2 separate regions of the Mus musculus genome follow, and region 2 is linked to region 1. A link is a contact called in public promoter capture Hi-C data. All regions are on one chromosome and are shown on one strand. The core of a region is the stretch at or near the end of the contact, and the rest is flanking DNA. Distances in the headings are between cores, read along the strand shown. Region 1 holds the start of Foxo6 (forkhead box O6). Region 2 holds the start of Nt5c1a (5'-nucleotidase, cytosolic IA).

The links. Promoter capture Hi-C pulls out the DNA fragments that hold promoters and counts their contacts.
Region 2: a contact with region 1 is called in a promoter capture Hi-C map of liver, with 3 times the contacts expected there. The contact joins the promoter of Nt5c1a here to the promoter of Foxo6 in region 1. A contact is called at or near these places in 2 of 39 promoter capture datasets (cranial neural crest and liver).

Annotation. Positions count from the first base shown.
Region 1 is chr4:120,283,615-120,291,459 of GRCm38.p6, reverse strand. Foxo6 (forkhead box O6) reads left to right here and starts at 4,199. Exons shown (of 2, transcript NM_194060.1): 1 at 4,199-4,621. The coding sequence starts at 4,208. Foxo6os (forkhead box O6, opposite strand) reads right to left here and starts at 327. Exons shown (of 2, transcript NR_166471.1): 1 at 1-327.
Region 2 is chr4:123,197,409-123,205,253 of GRCm38.p6, reverse strand. It overlaps Nt5c1a (5'-nucleotidase, cytosolic IA), which reads right to left and starts at 3,769. Exons shown (of 6, transcript NM_001085502.2): 1 at 3,571-3,769. The coding sequence starts at 3,696.

The sequences.
Region 1 (7,845 bases), core at 2,950-5,449:
TGCTTTCCTGACACAAGGAACCCTGTGCCCAGGGAATAGATTGTGGAAGCAATTGAAGTGGCCTTAGATTTTCTAAAGGGGCCCTCCATGCTACTGGGTCCCTTTAGCCTTGCCTCTTCAGCTCAGCCCCACCCACTTCCGGGCACTGTCCCAGCCTGGGCCAGGCATGAGCCTACCCTGGAGGTTCTCCCAGCTGTCCTGATGTCCCCTCTGCCTTCTATAGACACGCCTCCTTCCAACCTGGAGGCCTACTCTGGACACCAGTCCCTCCCCCTGCTTCCATAGGTGTCCCCAGACATCACCCCTGTGCTATTCTTTTCCCCCTGCCACTGGGGCATCAAATGTCAAACAGGCTCTGCTGGGCATCAGGAGGGTGGTTTCTTTCATTTTATTTGTTTGTTTGTTTTGTTTGATAACTGTGGCTTGCGGGGGGTGGGGGGGGGTGTTCTCTTGAGACTCCTAGGAGGGCCAGATGGGTTTTGCCATGGTCTAGCTCTGTCCAAGTAAAACCTATTCGTCTTTAAGCCCATAGTGGGGAGGTGGACTCTCTGCTTTCACAGGGTGAGAAAGATGAAGATCAGGATTCCCTGGCAGGGTGGGTGCAGGTGACAGCAGCCAACCCCAAGTACTGACTGCCTTCCGGGTGGGCTTTGAAAGAGGAGTCCTGGAGCACAGAGCCACTACACACATCAGGACTCAGAGAAGCCACCCTCTTGTCCTCACTTGCCCCTGAGTGAGCCGGGGAAGCTGGCACCGAGCAGCGGGACACAAACTCTGGAGGGCCTTGACAGCTCAGCAGCGGTGGCAGGGGCTATTCTGAGAGCTGGGAGGGGCTGAGACAGGAGAGGAAGCAGTTCTTGAGTCAGGATGGGGGTGATCACTGAGGTGGCTGCATTGGGACACTGTGTGGGATATGCATGGTCTGGGAACTACTGGGGAGGCTGCTGGCACTGCTTGATGGTTACAAGTGTTAAAGAGTTGTATGGGCAAGCACACGGTGCAAGTGATCAAGTGTGTGTGCATCAAAGTGCACGTGTACGTCCTTGCTGAAGAAGGTGTGAAAGCAAGCATGCCTGTGTGGGGGAGGAGGAGACAGAGGAAGGTAAGCAAATAGGAGCTTGTTAGGGAGCTGAATGGGTGTGGGAGTGGGTCGCAGTGAAAGGACACTGAGCTGGAGAGCTTGCATGGGGGAGGGGAGGGAGGAGCCAATGGTTAAGAAAACCAGAGGAAGATAAGGATTATGTAACTAGACTTTGAATATAGGGCATTGGGTAAGCGAGCCAGTGAATGTGAGTGGAGGTGTGTGCTCATCATATGAGCCGTGGAGACTATGTGAGCCGGGGAAAATACACATGAGCAACAAGAATCGTTTCTGGACTGATTCTGAGCCTGGTACTATTGTTCAGAGTCTTATTTCATACTTCAGGCGTCCTGGGAAGGCAGCATCATGGTGATACATGACGGCAGGGTAGAAAACAGGGGCTCCGAGCAGCGAAATGACTTGCCATACTCCTTTGGATCACGGTCAGATTGCCTCCTGATGAGTGTGTGTAAGCAGGGAGTGAACAAGCCTGTGAGTGAACAAGAAAGTCAGTGTGCCCTAGTGAGTGTGTTAGGGAGCTGACCGTGCCAGACATAGGCCCCAGAGGACAGGACAGACAGCAGCTGTGGCCACTAGGCAGGCAGGGGCAGAGCAGATCCTGAGTCAGCCTCTGGGCATTTCTGCCAACCTGGCTTCCCAACCCTGCAGTGACAGCCTGTGCCAGAACCCCCAGCTAAGTTTCATCCAGCCATGGTGTGGTCCCCAGCAAGCTCTCATGTCACACTAAGAGCCAGGCCTGATCTCAAGGATGGCAAGAAGCTAGCCTCCAAGGAACTCAAGAAGTAGAGCCAGTGTTGACTCCCCAGGCAAGAAGGGCATCTATGAACTGTGGGAAGGGGCCAGCAGTGATTTCAGCCCTGGATGGTTCTAAACAGAACCACCTGGAGCATGTGTATATGTAAGGGGGTAGCACATAGTTCCCATACCCACCCCTGCCTTTGGGACGTGACTCAGGCTGATGTTAATCATCTGCAAAATGGGCTTGCTCCATCCCCCATCCCCTGGGAGAGCTCCAGCCTGTCAATCAAAGCCCTACCTGCTTTCACTTACTTCTATCCTCTCCCTGGGCTTCAATCTGAGGAAAGGAAGTTTTTAAAGAGGAGGCTGTTTCCCTTAGTGAGAATACAGCTCTTCTACTGCCCAGAGAACTCCACCTCCCTAGTCCCTTTAGGAAGCAGGTACTGGCCAGGAGGAGGTTAAGACTTGGAAACTCTAGTGTTGGACATGTTAATTTTGGTAGGTTGCTTCCCCCACTCTGGACCTCAGTTTCCTGATCAGCAAAACAGGAGACTGTGCCAAAGGGACATGAAGGTTTGCTGGCAGGGCAGCAAGCATCTGGGCAAGCAGGGAATAGTCAGGCATGTGAGGGGGTTTGAGTTAGAAGAAGTGCCAGGGTTAGACTGATGTTTAAGCTGAGTTTTGGTGGAGGCCTCACAGCTGGGAATGTTTGTAGGCATACGGCATAGCCTGAGCATAGGCTGGCAGATGGAGTGGTGACTGGAGACTTAGCCTCCCGGACCCTTTGGGATGAGGTAATGGACTGCATAACCTCTTAGGAGCTGCTCCCTTTGAGGTCACGTGACGATGGGATTAACATCTGAGTCCTCTACTAGTCTATACAGTAGGGACCTCATTTGTCTCCATTTGCTGCTCTTACCATAGAGCCCTGAAAGAAGACAGGAACAATGAAAATGTTCAATATATACCCATTAAACGAGTGAGTTCCTCCCCAACCGTTCTTAACTTTGGGGGTGAGCACTTGTTTCAACAGCCCCTTTGGGAACCTTCCACAGCCTGGAAGACAGTGGTACCTAAAGTGAGGTCCCTAGTGCCTGTCAGCTTGCTAGAAATGTGAAGTCTCGGCCCCAGCACAGACCTGCCGCCAGACACTCGACGGTCGGGGTTCAGGCATCTGTTTTAATCCTCTGTAGGATAAAACCTACCACACACTGAACTTTGAGAACCAATGCTCTAAAATTGTGCTTGCAAGCACAGTAAAAGCCCAGGAAGCCCCATTTGCACAGAGAACAGGTAGGGTTGTGGTATAACGCCTGGCCTACAATCCAGGAATTATCAAACCATTTCTTTTCCCTAGACTGGTCCATGGCACAAAGAGACGAGAGTTAGATCAACCCTTAGTCTGGCTGTTGGAAGGAAGACTTGGAAACGTCAAGGGTCCAGAAGAGGAGGGCGGGGCATTTCTGGGGATGGTAGAAGCGGGGAGGGACCAGTGTTCCGAGCCCCGCCCCATTTCTGTTGCCCCGGGAAACCCCGGGTTGTAACAATAACCTGCTGACGCGCTCCTGGGAGGAATCCTTTGAAGGTTGTGGGCGGGGCAGCCCCGCTGTGCACCAATGGAAGCACTCGGGATCCGCCCCTACGTTGCCCTCCCCGAGCCCGGCAGGGGGCGGGGCCGCGCCAGACGTTTCTCGCCTGCTCCCTAGGGGGCGCTGTGGCGTGCGGGGCTTCGGCGGGGTCGCCCTTAGCGGGAGCTCCACGCCCCCCACAGTCAGCAGGCGGGGCACCCAGTAAGCAAGGATTCCGCGGCCCTGGGCGAGCACGCCCCGCCTCCTTTTGCTCCGGGTCCGCCCCGTCCCCGTCCCCCGCCCATCCCGAGGTGCAGCCGGCGCTGAGCGCGGCAGGCGCGGGAGCTGGCGCTGGAGCCGGAGCGGCGGCGGCATTCACGGGGCGGCGGCGGCGCGGGCTCTGGCACGGGCTCGGGCTCCGGCATGGTGCAAGCCAGCCTCGTCCCGGGAGAGCGGGGCCCGCGCGCGGGACCGGCGCCCGCGGAGCGGCGGCAGCGGCGGTGGCGGTGGTGGCTGCGGGCACAGACAGGCGGCAGGTGCTAGAAGCTGGGCTGGGCGAGGTGTGTGCCCGCTGGGCTCCCGGGCCGCCGCCCCCTCACTGCCTGGGTCTTTGCCTCCCTCCGTGCTCGCCAGTTTGTCCAGCCTCCTGCCTCCGCTCCCCGGCCCATGGCGCCCCGCGGTTGAGCCGGCGCCGCCAGGGACCCCTCCCGCGGGCCTCCCCGGGGCGCGCAGATCCCAGAGCCGCGCGCCCACCCTCCGCGGAGCCTCCCTCCCTGCCTCGCCCGAGCCGGGCGGGACCATGGCTGCGAAGCTGCGAGCGCATCAGGTGGACGTGGACCCGGACTTCGCGCCGCAGAGCCGGCCGCGCTCGTGTACCTGGCCTCTGCCGCAGCCGGACTTGGCCGGCGACGAGGACGGGGCGCTGGGTGCAGGAGTAGCCGAGGGTTCCGAGGACTGCGGGCCGGAACGCAGGGCGACGGCCCCAGCGATGGCCCCAGCGCCTCCGCTGGGCGCAGAGGTCGGACCCTTGCGGAAAGCGAAGAGCTCCCGACGGAACGCGTGGGGGAACCTTTCCTACGCCGACCTCATCACCAAAGCCATCGAGAGCGCCCCGGACAAGAGACTCACGCTCTCGCAGATCTACGACTGGATGGTCCGCTACGTGCCCTACTTCAAGGATAAAGGCGACAGCAACAGCTCGGCCGGCTGGAAGGTGGGGCATCCGGGCTCCGGGCAGGCTACAGGGAGGGGGGCTCTGGAACACCCCTAGGGGTCATGGAGTGCGCGCCCAGGGCGTGGGGCAGGTCAGTTGACAGGCGGGGGCATGCTGGCAGCAGCTGTATTCATTCATGTCCCCTAGGAAGGATGCGCGGGATTGGAGGTCTGGTAGGGTGACAGGGGATACCTTTTTGAGGCATCCCAGAGGATTATCCCTGGCCTGTCATTGAGCGTATAATAGCATAACTCATTTCCAGACCACGGACAGTAGGGAGCCCCCTTTGTTTTGTGTGACTTGTTTTACCCTCTCCACCAGGGTACTTGCTTTAAAGAGCTGGAGTCATGACCCGGGGCTCCTGTCTGCTTTCCCTCTCAAATCTTCCCTGGCCTTCCTGACACTGGCCCCATGGTGAAGAGTGCTAACAGATCAAGCCTCCCCCCCCCCCAACCCCATGCAATTCTTTCTATAGTGTTGAGAGTTCATCCTGGAGCCTAGTCGGGGTGAAAAGCATGGCAGACCACCGGAGATGAGTTCTTCATGGGGCAGTTGTCAGCCCCTTCCCTGGTACAGCATGGGGTGGGGGAGGTGCTTTAGGCTCCCTGCTGGGACTTGTGGGAATGGTGTTGAGGTCTGGGGGGGGGGTCTATTTCTACCCACTCGGGCAACTTATCTCTCACTTCCCTGGCTTTCTGGGCTCAGATGCACTTAAGGAGTGGGGCACCCCTAGAGAGACCTCAGTGGCAGGCAGTGGAAAGGGGAGAGCCATCTTGGGAGAAGACTTGGATGGGGGCTTTACTGGATTGTAGCTTCTAGATCCAGCTCCTCCTCTGTCCATCTTGTTGGGAAATGGGGCTAGCCTATGCACTTGGGGGTGAAAAGGCATGAGGGGACCTCTTGTGGGAGAGGTAGTCACTGTGAGGAAGACATGTCTGTGACCAGAGATGAGGCTGTTTGGGGTGTTGATTGGCAGCAAGATCTGAGGAGAGGGGCAGCAGCCATGGCCAGATCTAGATGCACTTGGGAGTCCTGATCTGGGAGCCCCCGGCTCTTGGGATTCCTGTACACTGGCATCTTCTTTGGCTCTCCTTGACCATTATGGGGCAGGAACACAAGACACAGAAGTAGACCTGAGTCTCATCCCCTCCATTTTCCAGTCCCCTACATCTCAGTTCCCACCAGAATACAACTTTCTCTCAAGTGTGCCCTGCTCTTGGGCTTGCTCTGCTTCTTGTCTGCTGTGTCCACCTTCCTTCCACTCCTTCCCAGAGATGTAGTCACTCTCCTCAGGGCACAGGGTCCCAGTGCCTCCTCCAAGAAGCCTTCCCTAACACTTGTTAGCTAGCTCAGGACTCCCACCTACCCACCTTTTTTTTTCCTGGCCCTAAGGCATGCATCATGAGTCAATCATGTGTGCCCTACCTCCTGCTCCCTCCCTCCCTCCTTTACTTTTGAACGACGGTGTCAGTGTTAGGACTCTTCTGTCCCCATGGCACCTTACAGAGAGTCTGGCCCAAGAAGCCACCAGTGTATGCATGCTGAGAGTAAAGAGATGGGTAGATGGTAAAAGAGACTGTGGATTGGCGAAGAGTGCCAGGACCTGAGCAGATCAGGAGGGCTTCCTGTAAGAGGCAGAGCTCCAGCAGGTTTGGATGGATGAAGGAGACTGGGGAAAGATAGGAAGCAGGGATTTGAAGCTAGAAGCCTGGAGGCAGCTGCAGTTCTGAGCAAGCATGTTGGGGCCGAGCTCTGTGCCAGACTCTTCCCATATCTTTAAAGCTCTCAGTAGTCCCTGAGCTGGGTTTTACTATAACCATTCATAGGGGTGGTCTCTGAGGCCCAGAGGACGAGAGTCAATTAACTGCCTAAGGTTCTACTCCAACCAAGGTATGTCACCCACCTCTCCCGGTCCCAGCAAGCCTCTGGAACATGCCTGGCTAGCCCTGGCGAGAGGAAGCTGCTGCTGGTGTTGAACAGAGGCCGACATAAAACATAGGATATGATGGCAGCGTGCTTAGAGATAATTGAGCCCCATGAGTTCATTTCTCAGACTGTGAGACTGAGGCCTGGGGAGGTAATAGGACTCTCCCCTGAGAGTGTCAGCAAGCAGTAAGCCCTGGATAAGGACCCGAATCTATCTGCCCATTGACTGCAGTTCCCACCGCACCATACTGTTAGGGGCATGCTGGTCCTCCCTGTACCTCATTCCCAGTCCTGGACTGGAGCACTGGGTGAGCAGCCCCAAGCTTTGCTTTTACTTTTGGTCCTGGCAAGAAACCACCCAGACACTGGAGGGGATCTAATTCAACCTGTCTCATCATTGGGTGTCCCCTTTTACACTCCTGTTCCCCCAGGGTGCCTCCATTCTCTCTCATTCCTGGAACTTACTGCCCTTGAACCCCTTCTGGCACTCCCAGTCAATTCCTTCAGAAGCCTGGAGGAGGAGCTATCTCCAGCTCTCAATCTCAGCTTGACCAAGGCTGGGAACACCTCAGGTGCCAGGACCAGGCATCCATTATTCCTTCATCCATTTCATCCCCCACAAAAGTGTTGCCCTTGAAAGCCTGAATGGTACCATACCTCAATCCCATGGGGGTCAGAGGGTGCTATGACTCCTTACGGGGACCAAAGTTCTTGGCCCCACCTTCAGGATGCATTGCTCTGAGCAGCTTCCACATTCAGACCCTGTTTTTTTTTTTTTGAGATGGGAAAGGCTGGTGGGTGGGGCAAAGGGCTGGGGAAAGTGAGTTCCATATTCTGGGGAGTCCGATGTTCTCTCACGGAGGGGTTGGCTTTGATCTGGGGGTGTCTTCTTGGTTAGGGAAAATTAGGGAGATAGTTTTGTGATGGGGTGAAGAAACTGCACGTTCAAAAGCAGAGAGGAGGAACTGTGCCTGCTGGATTTGGGGGTGCATGCAGTTGCAAACTAGAACCTAGGGCTCTTGGGCTGACCGGAAGTGATCCTGCAAAGGTGGAGTGGTCACCTTCAGAAAGGAAGGGAAGAGAAAAGCTGATGTACTGGGCCTTTGTCCTAAAGTTCCATCTGTAATGAGGAGAGGGGGTCCCAGTGCTGCAGAGGACAGACAGACTCAGGCCACCCAAACCAGACAGAGGCCTGGAGAGTTGGGACTATCTGTGGTTGTACCATAAGGGCTAGTGCCATTCCCCCTGGGGACAGAGAGTATCAAGCCTGGGCTCAGGGCTTGGCAAGGAGTGTAGTG
Region 2 (7,845 bases), core at 2,520-5,019, 2.9 Mb before region 1:
AGCCCTGACTGGTCTTGAGTTTCCTTTGGGTGGGTTAATCAGACTCTCAGATCCCACTCCTGGCCATTGCAAGAAAAGTGTCTTGATTGCCTTGGCCTCTGGAGTGTCTAGTTTCCTCTCACAGATGAGGAAAGAGGGTTAGAGAGGGTCAGGGTATTTTATTGTTCACACAAAAAGTCAAGGTGAGATCTCAAGTCTCTAGTTTGGCCTCTGCCCACGTAAAGCTTCCTTGATGTGATCCTCCCAGAAGCCTCCATCTTTTACTTTAACAACTTGCCTGGACACATCCCAGCCTCCTTTCCCATGTTTGGAAGAAATGACAACAAGCTGAAGGTTGGAGAGATGGCTCAGCAGTTAAGAGCACTGACTGCCCTTCCAAAGGTCCTGAGTTCAAATCCCAGCAACTACATGGTGGCTCACAACCATCCATAATGTGATCTGATGCTCTCTCCTGGGGTGTCTGAAGACACCTACTGTGTACTTACATATAATAAATAAATAAATAGATAAATAGATAAATAAATAAATAAATCTTTTTTAAAATGACAAGAAGCATTGTATTCTAATACTGTTGCGGTTTTATGGTGGGATACTCTTCCCTTGAAAAATGATGGTTCCCAGGACAGAATCCTGTCTTCTATCCAAGTCACTCTGCTACAACATAATTGAGGTGGGCCTCAGGAACCTTCAGGGGTTGGTTGTCCAGCCTCCAAGTGGGTCTGAAAAAACAGGTGACTAGATCTGTACAGAGCCCGGAGAAGCTGAGCCCTTGTAGACTAACCCTCTTGTGCTTGTCCAGGTTTCTTAGCATCCAAGTTATGTGTGCACCCCAATCAGAAAGTCCATTCCAGGCTAGGGATTGGGTCAGAACAACCAGGGTCTCAGCTTGGGAGTACTGAGCTGCAGGGAGCCATGATCTTGCCAGCTCTCTGGGATTTAGGCTGATCGCTACGGCTTGGGGATGAGGGTGGAAGAATGAATAGAGAGCAGCTCAGCCCCACTGGCCTGCCTGCGGAGCTCCTACTTAGACCAACAATCTGTCTATTGCACTCAAGATAGGAATGTAGCCAAAGAAGCTGTTATTTCTGGAAGGACACAGGAGGGATGGGAGAGACGAGGACAGGATAGCTCTGGGTGAAGGCCCCTGACCCCAAGAGATGAGGGTCTCTGATGGTCTTCACTAGGTTAAATATTTTACTTAAGCTCTTGGGAATGATAATGAGGCCAGGCCAGGCCCCGATGGGGCCCATGAGGCTTACAACCCCCAAAATAGCCCATGGGAGGAGGGGCTATGGCAGGAAAGACAGGAGCTGGGAACTTCACCTAATCAGACCAGGGTTCAAGGCCAATGGGGGGACATGACTGATCATGGCCTGGTTCTCTGATGCTCAGGGAGGAAGTGGATTTTTGAACAATGAAGGTTCTCTCCTGTTTTCCAGCAGGCTCTCCTCCCCATCCCCGGGACCAGACATTATTTGTCCAGCTTTGCTATCTCATTAGCAAGACTGCTGCCAGACCCGCCCTTTTCAATCCACCCGATAAACAGCCCAGTGTGATTTTCATAAAATGAAAGTGGAACCAAATTAATCCCTGATAAGTAATAATAATAATAATAATAATAATAAAGATCCTGCAACAGTTCCATTATGATGCTGATATTTTTAAAGGTAGGTTGACCATTTAGTCAAATGAATTCTTAGGCAGAACTCCCCCCCCCCCCGCCATGTGTAAACCAAGGATATAACTGCTATACATCTCTTTTACAATTCAGCTCTTATATCTATACATCTATATGAGTGCATTTGTTGCAAAACTAATCAATAAAACAACACCTTGGGAACTGGAGAGATGGCTCAGTAGTTAAGAGCCCTGACTGATCTTCCGGAGGTCCTGAGTTCAATTCCCAGCAACCACATGGTGGCTCACAACCATCTATAATGGGATCCGACGCCCTCTTCTGGTGTGTCTGAAGACAGCAACAGTGTAACCACATACATGAAATAAATACATCTTAAAACAAACATACAAACAAAACAACAACAAGAAAACCCCAGCAGTTTAGGTGACAATATGTTTGAAAGCAGGGGTTAGGTCGCCACCATAGACACAAGAAGTTTCAGTATCCAGCCAATTTATTTTTATGTTTCTGCACAGTTCTGAGAGAGTCCAGTTTGCACCCCCAAATACTTGAACATGGGAAGAGCTGCTTTATTTTCAAATATTTAAAGTACTCTTTCTAAAAGAAAGGATTCACAGGTCTGAAGACTGCTTGAGACACAGGGTTCCACAGAACCCAGCGTGAAAGCCTCAGCCCCGTTAAATAAGGTTCTGGCCCTTTCACAAGGTACTCAGTCAGAGGGGTCCCTTGCCTGGGAGCCTTTTGAGTCCTTGTAACACTTTCCCCAATGATCCTGCATGTCTAAGTGTGAATTCTGAACAAGTTCTTGAGCTTCAAAGACAGCTTCTTGCTTTTCACTCACTCCTCTGCCCCTCCCACCCTCCCAGGAGATCCCACCCACTGAAGCTTTAAGATCAGCTCAAAAGTCATTATCCCAAAGCCTTCTCAGTGGCAGTCACCCCCTCCCCCCCAGTGCTCCCACAGCATGTAGGATCTTTTACCTGAGAATCCACCATCTCTAGAGCCTCCGTGGTCACACTCCAAACTCCTGAGACAGGCAGACCACACTTAATATCTCTGTCACCAGGATGAGCCAAGGCCTAGAGGTGACTGTGGATGGGGTAGCCTCCTGGGTAAAGTCGTTGTAGTGAAGCAGTGGAATGCTTTAAGGTCGGACTGGAAGTCCTTGTGTAACGCCTTTGGGTCCCTTTCTATTCTCAATCCCTTGCCCAAGTTCCTGGGTCTAAGGCGGAGAGGCGTGAACAACGCTAAGGTATCATGAACTTTCCTAACAGAGGAAGAGGAATGCTTGCCTCTGTGTGAAGTTGCAAATGGTTGATGCCACCACTGAGATCAGAAGCAATGTCTAAGGTGCAAAGCCCAGCGCTGGGAGCTCCAGAGCCTGGGAGCAAAGCCCTGAGCCTAGAGCAAGTAATCGTTCCTTTAAGATGCAGGGAGAGTGACCTGATCCCCCGGGGTCTGGGTATTCAGTTAGAGCCCAAACGCCGAGGCTTGGGCCAGGAAGCTGAACTGACTGCACAGATGGAGGAGACCTGAGAGCCCAGCGAGCAACCGGGTTCCCAGAGTCGAGTTAGGAGTTACGGAGCCCAGGGCGCTGCTCCCGGGTTGCTGACCAGCTCTGCCAACAAGTGCAGTCCGCGCGTTCAGGTTGCCAGCGCCGGAGGGGATAGGCCCCTGATGACAGCATGGGGGAGGGGTATTCTGGAGTAGAACCTGAGCCCGGGATTGGGGGGAGGGGGTGCGGAGGCACTGCCACTATAGCAGAGCTCCCAAAATAAACTGGAGCCCCAGCCAACTGCTGGGCACATTCTGGGGCGGAGGAGCCTTGTCACCTTCGGGAGGGGTTCCACGAGGCCCTTTCCAAAGGGCTTGAGACCCGTCCCTAGAAATGGCCCTTCCCGTGTCCCCCCAAATCCAAGCCCTACTTTTACCGATTTGGGTTTCTTCTTGGACGAGAGGTTGTCATAGAAAGTCTTGGCTTCCTCCCAGCGCGGTACCGCGGCGGTCTCTGCCCCTGGCCCGGGTTCGCGGGCCTCCCGGGGCTGCCCTGGTTCCATGCTCCGACTCGGATTCTATCCGGCCCGGCGGGAGAAGACAGCAGTGGAGACGCGGAGCTCTCGGCACCGGGCTGAGGGAGGGAGGCGCGTCCCGGGTGGGAGAGGCAGGCGGGCAGGGCCGGGAGGGAGTGCGAGTGAGCCTGCCCCGCCCGCCGGGGGTGGGGGGTGGGGGGGACCGTCAGGTCCGAGCCGCCCTCTTGGCATTTAGGGGAACTCTGATTCCTCGACCGACCCGGGTCTGAAGCAAATGGGGAGCAGGTGCAGTCTGCTTTCTGGAGCAGGCCGAGTGGAGCCAGGCTTGTGGAGTACTGCGGCTTCGGGGTTGCGGGGATGAAGTTCAAGGGCACCGAGAGAGGAGGAAGCCTAACATTTTCCCCTCCTAACACGATAATGCCCAAACCAGAAAATGAATAGTAAGCGCTCCTCCAAACTAACAGGTCTCCTACCCCTATCAGATGCCAGCATTGGACCCTGCGTGATCCGTCGCCTTTCTCCACATTCCAGTCTATCCTTGGACCCAGGGAAGTGTTGGATGGACAGCCTGGTTCATGAACAGGAAGCCTCATTGCGTGTAGGGGAAAGTGTGGGACACAGTTCTTACACAGGCGAAGGGGCTCTTGAATCTAAGGCGATGTTATGCTCGCCTAATGGGCGACACAGTCAAGAGTGATTCCAAGGGACTGGATTCATGTCGGCTCCCCTGTTGGCCAGCAGGGGGCGTGCATTTTCAAGTCCCGCGCGCTGAACTTGAGATGGTTACAGTTGTGAGGAAAGGAAGGGAGGAATGGAGTCTAGAACCCAAAGGATTTTAGCCTAGCATTTTGGAATTTCAGGGTATTTTTCACGCTGGTGCAGAGCTCTGAATTATCTGCCTCAAGGCAGAGCCATCTCTCCGACATGGATTGGAGATGCCTGAAAAACATTGGTTTAGCTGACGGGTGGTGGTGGTGGTGGTGGTGGTGGTGGTGGTGGTGGTGGTGGTGGTGGTGAGGTTCCTTTGCCTGAGACCCCTGGGACAGAGTGGAGCTCTGTCCAGCCTCCACCATGTCTAGAAGGAACCAAGTAAACTTTGTACTGTAGTTATTTCCTCCTGATCGAAACACTCCCTCCTGGGAGGCTCTGAGGCCCAAGAAACTCAAAAGATTCGGGGAGCCTAGAGAATTCTAAAGATTTGGGGTCCCTGCCTAGTTATACAGATATCAAAGTTACCCGCTGTTGGGAGAGGAAGGGCACCTTTGGTGGTGTAGCTGCCCTCAGGTCACACAGGGAACTCCAGTGTTTCAGTTTTCCTGAGTCAGCACCCGTGCTGGGCTTTTTGGTGATGCAGTTTCCAGAGTTGCTCAGATTCCTGTAAATAACCCTCACCCACACACATGTTAGTAACCCCAGTGAACTCACCAGCTCAGTAAGCCGAGCCTTTGGGTACCACCCTTTATCTGGAGTGAACAGAGATATCTCCACTGGAAAAGCAGTAGCGTAGATTTGGGTAAATGAGAGGGGAAGTTAAAAAATAATAAGATTGGTAAAGTAAGTTCAGATGTTTCCAGATTTGGATGGATTGGGGTGTGTGTGTGTGTGTATGAGAGAGAGAGAGAGAGAGAGAGAGAGAGAGAGAGAGAGAGAGAGAGAGAGAGATTTGCTTACATAAAAGGGAATCCATCCCCAGCAATTTGGATCTGTGTGGCTGGCTTGAAAGGATGACCTGGGAAAGTCAAATTTCCCTTTCTTTAGAATGTGGGGTTGGGTGTCAGCCTCAGGCAAGACAGTGGGTGTTATGAAGTGTTAGACGTCCACCTAAATGAGCCCCTGCAGAGTGGTCAAACTCCACCTCAAACAGAGGGATGTGAGCAGAGAAGTCTTTGTGAGCCAACTGAGGTGACCACCAGGTAGAATATGGGGACGAACGGACGGACAGAGGACCCCGTGAGTGAAGCCTTGCCCCGAGGGTGCTGCCTCTGGTCACAGCTCCGTAAGCCCTGGCTATTGTGGCTCTCTCCCGATTTCCATGACTTTCTCTTTTTAAAGGCTGAATGGTTGAGAAGTGGGGTGATTACTCCCTGCAGCGGGGCTGGGGTCCTGGAAATGTAAGTTAGCTCAGTTTCCCACGGGGTTCTTTCTGCCGTTCAATGGATGTCCCAGAGAAGAAAGTTGGTAGCCATTCTTTCGCTTGATGCCCCTGCTTTCCTTGGCTACTTATGATAATAAGTCCATCTTCCCAGTCTTCAAGGAACAGCATGTGCTCAGCTATGTCCCTGGACTTACTGCCTGACAGAAGGATGACGGGGTCACTCCTTCTGAGTAGTCATATGGATGCTGGGAAACTTCCCCCTCCCCAACTTGTGTTGTTTGTTGGCTTTGTTTTGTTGCTTTTTGTTTGCTTGGTTTTTTGTTTGTTTGTTTGGTTTGGGTTTTTTTTTTTTTTTGTTTGTTTTTGATTTTGGTTTTTTGAGACAGGGTTTCTCTGTGTAGCCCTGGCTGTCCTGGAACTCACTCTGTAGACCAGGCTGGCCTCGAACTCAGAAATCCGCCTGCCTCTGTCTGCCTCCTGAGTGCTGGGATTAAAGGCATGTGTTACCATGTCCAGCTAACCCCTTGGGGTTTTAACTGGGGACAATGTGAGCAGGAGAGCCGACCTTCCCTGTGGCAGGTAAAGGAATACAGAGAAGCCTGTGCAGATCAGTGATGTTAGAGGGGGATGGGAGAAGGAGAAGGAGAGGGAGAGGAAGTAGTGGGAGAGGGTGCCACACTGAGTCTCCAGATCCAGTGGGAACCAAGCTTCTAATTCTGTGAGCCAAAAAGCCTTGTTCACTTAAGCTTGTTTAACTTGTACTTTTTTTCATGTTTTGTTTCTGTTTGTTTATTTTGAGACAGAGTCTTACACAGTAGCTAAAGCTGTCCTAGAGCTCACAATGTAGCCAACGCTCACCTCAAACTCAAGACAAACCTCTTGCCTAGGTCTCCTGAGCACTGAGACTATGGGGTGCATGCTCCATGCCCTGTAGTTTCATCTGAAAGCAGAAGTCCTACCTAACTCATGCCTCTTGGCTCACACCAACAGGACTGGGTGTCTGTCCCAAGCCATGAAATGTTCCCACTTAGACTTATGTACAGTCCCTTTCAGAGCTTTGCCTTGACACTGTGTGAAGGGTTAGAGAATGGATGCCCCACTGTCCTTGTCAACCTCTGCGTTTCTGACTGTTCTCCTGGCTTGCCCGGGTCTCCCTGAGATCATGGCTGTCGGGATTCCTTAGTTTTGCCCTCCTGCACTCCAGGAACTGAACTGTCTTCAGATGATAAACTGCCAACAGACCTTCCAGGACATTGGTTCTCAGCCTTGCTAATGCTGAGACCCTTTAACACAATTTCTCATGGCATGGCAACCCTCCACTCTAAAGTTATTTTTCCTTGTTACTTTATACCTGTAATTTTGCTACTGTTATGAATAATTTAAATATCTGTATTTTCTGATGCTCTCAGGTGACCCTTGTGAAAGGGTTTGTTCGAAGGTCTGAGCTGCAGACCAGGCTCCATTGGCTAGAATTTAGTGAGACCTGTGGCACCTGTCCCACCCCTTCATGTAACCATCTCTCCCCTTGGCTCTTTCTTTCTGCCTATCTCCAGCCTTGCTGCCCTGCCCCCTTCACATTTGTGTTTGCTCCCATAGCTGAGAAGGTACAGTAAGCAATGACTTTGATGTCAACACTTCTGAGTTCAAGTCCCCCAACCCAGGTAGAGCAGCCACCCTCTGAGTCTTCCTTTCCATCTGTTGAGGAAAGCGGAGTGTATCAGTCACTTTTGTGTAGCTATGACAAAATATCCATCAGAAAGAAGTTAAAGGACTTAAGATTTTACATTGGTTTACAAGGCTCAGTCGGACAGCTGGAACAAACACCTGTTGTTCCAGATTCCACGAAGAGGCCGGTGTCCTGGTAGAGGGACACTGTGGTCACAACGATCCACCCCTAGTGATGTAGTCTCCAGCTAGGTCCCCACTTTATATCCAAACTATAGAGATTTAAGTGTGCTTGGCCTGGCTGCCAGGGAACCACACAGGAAGGTCCGCTGACTGTGATGGACTGTGTAAACACGAGGGGCTGTTGCTGGAGGATTGCCTGTCTTCACAAAAGGTTGAGTCAAGGGAACCAGTGG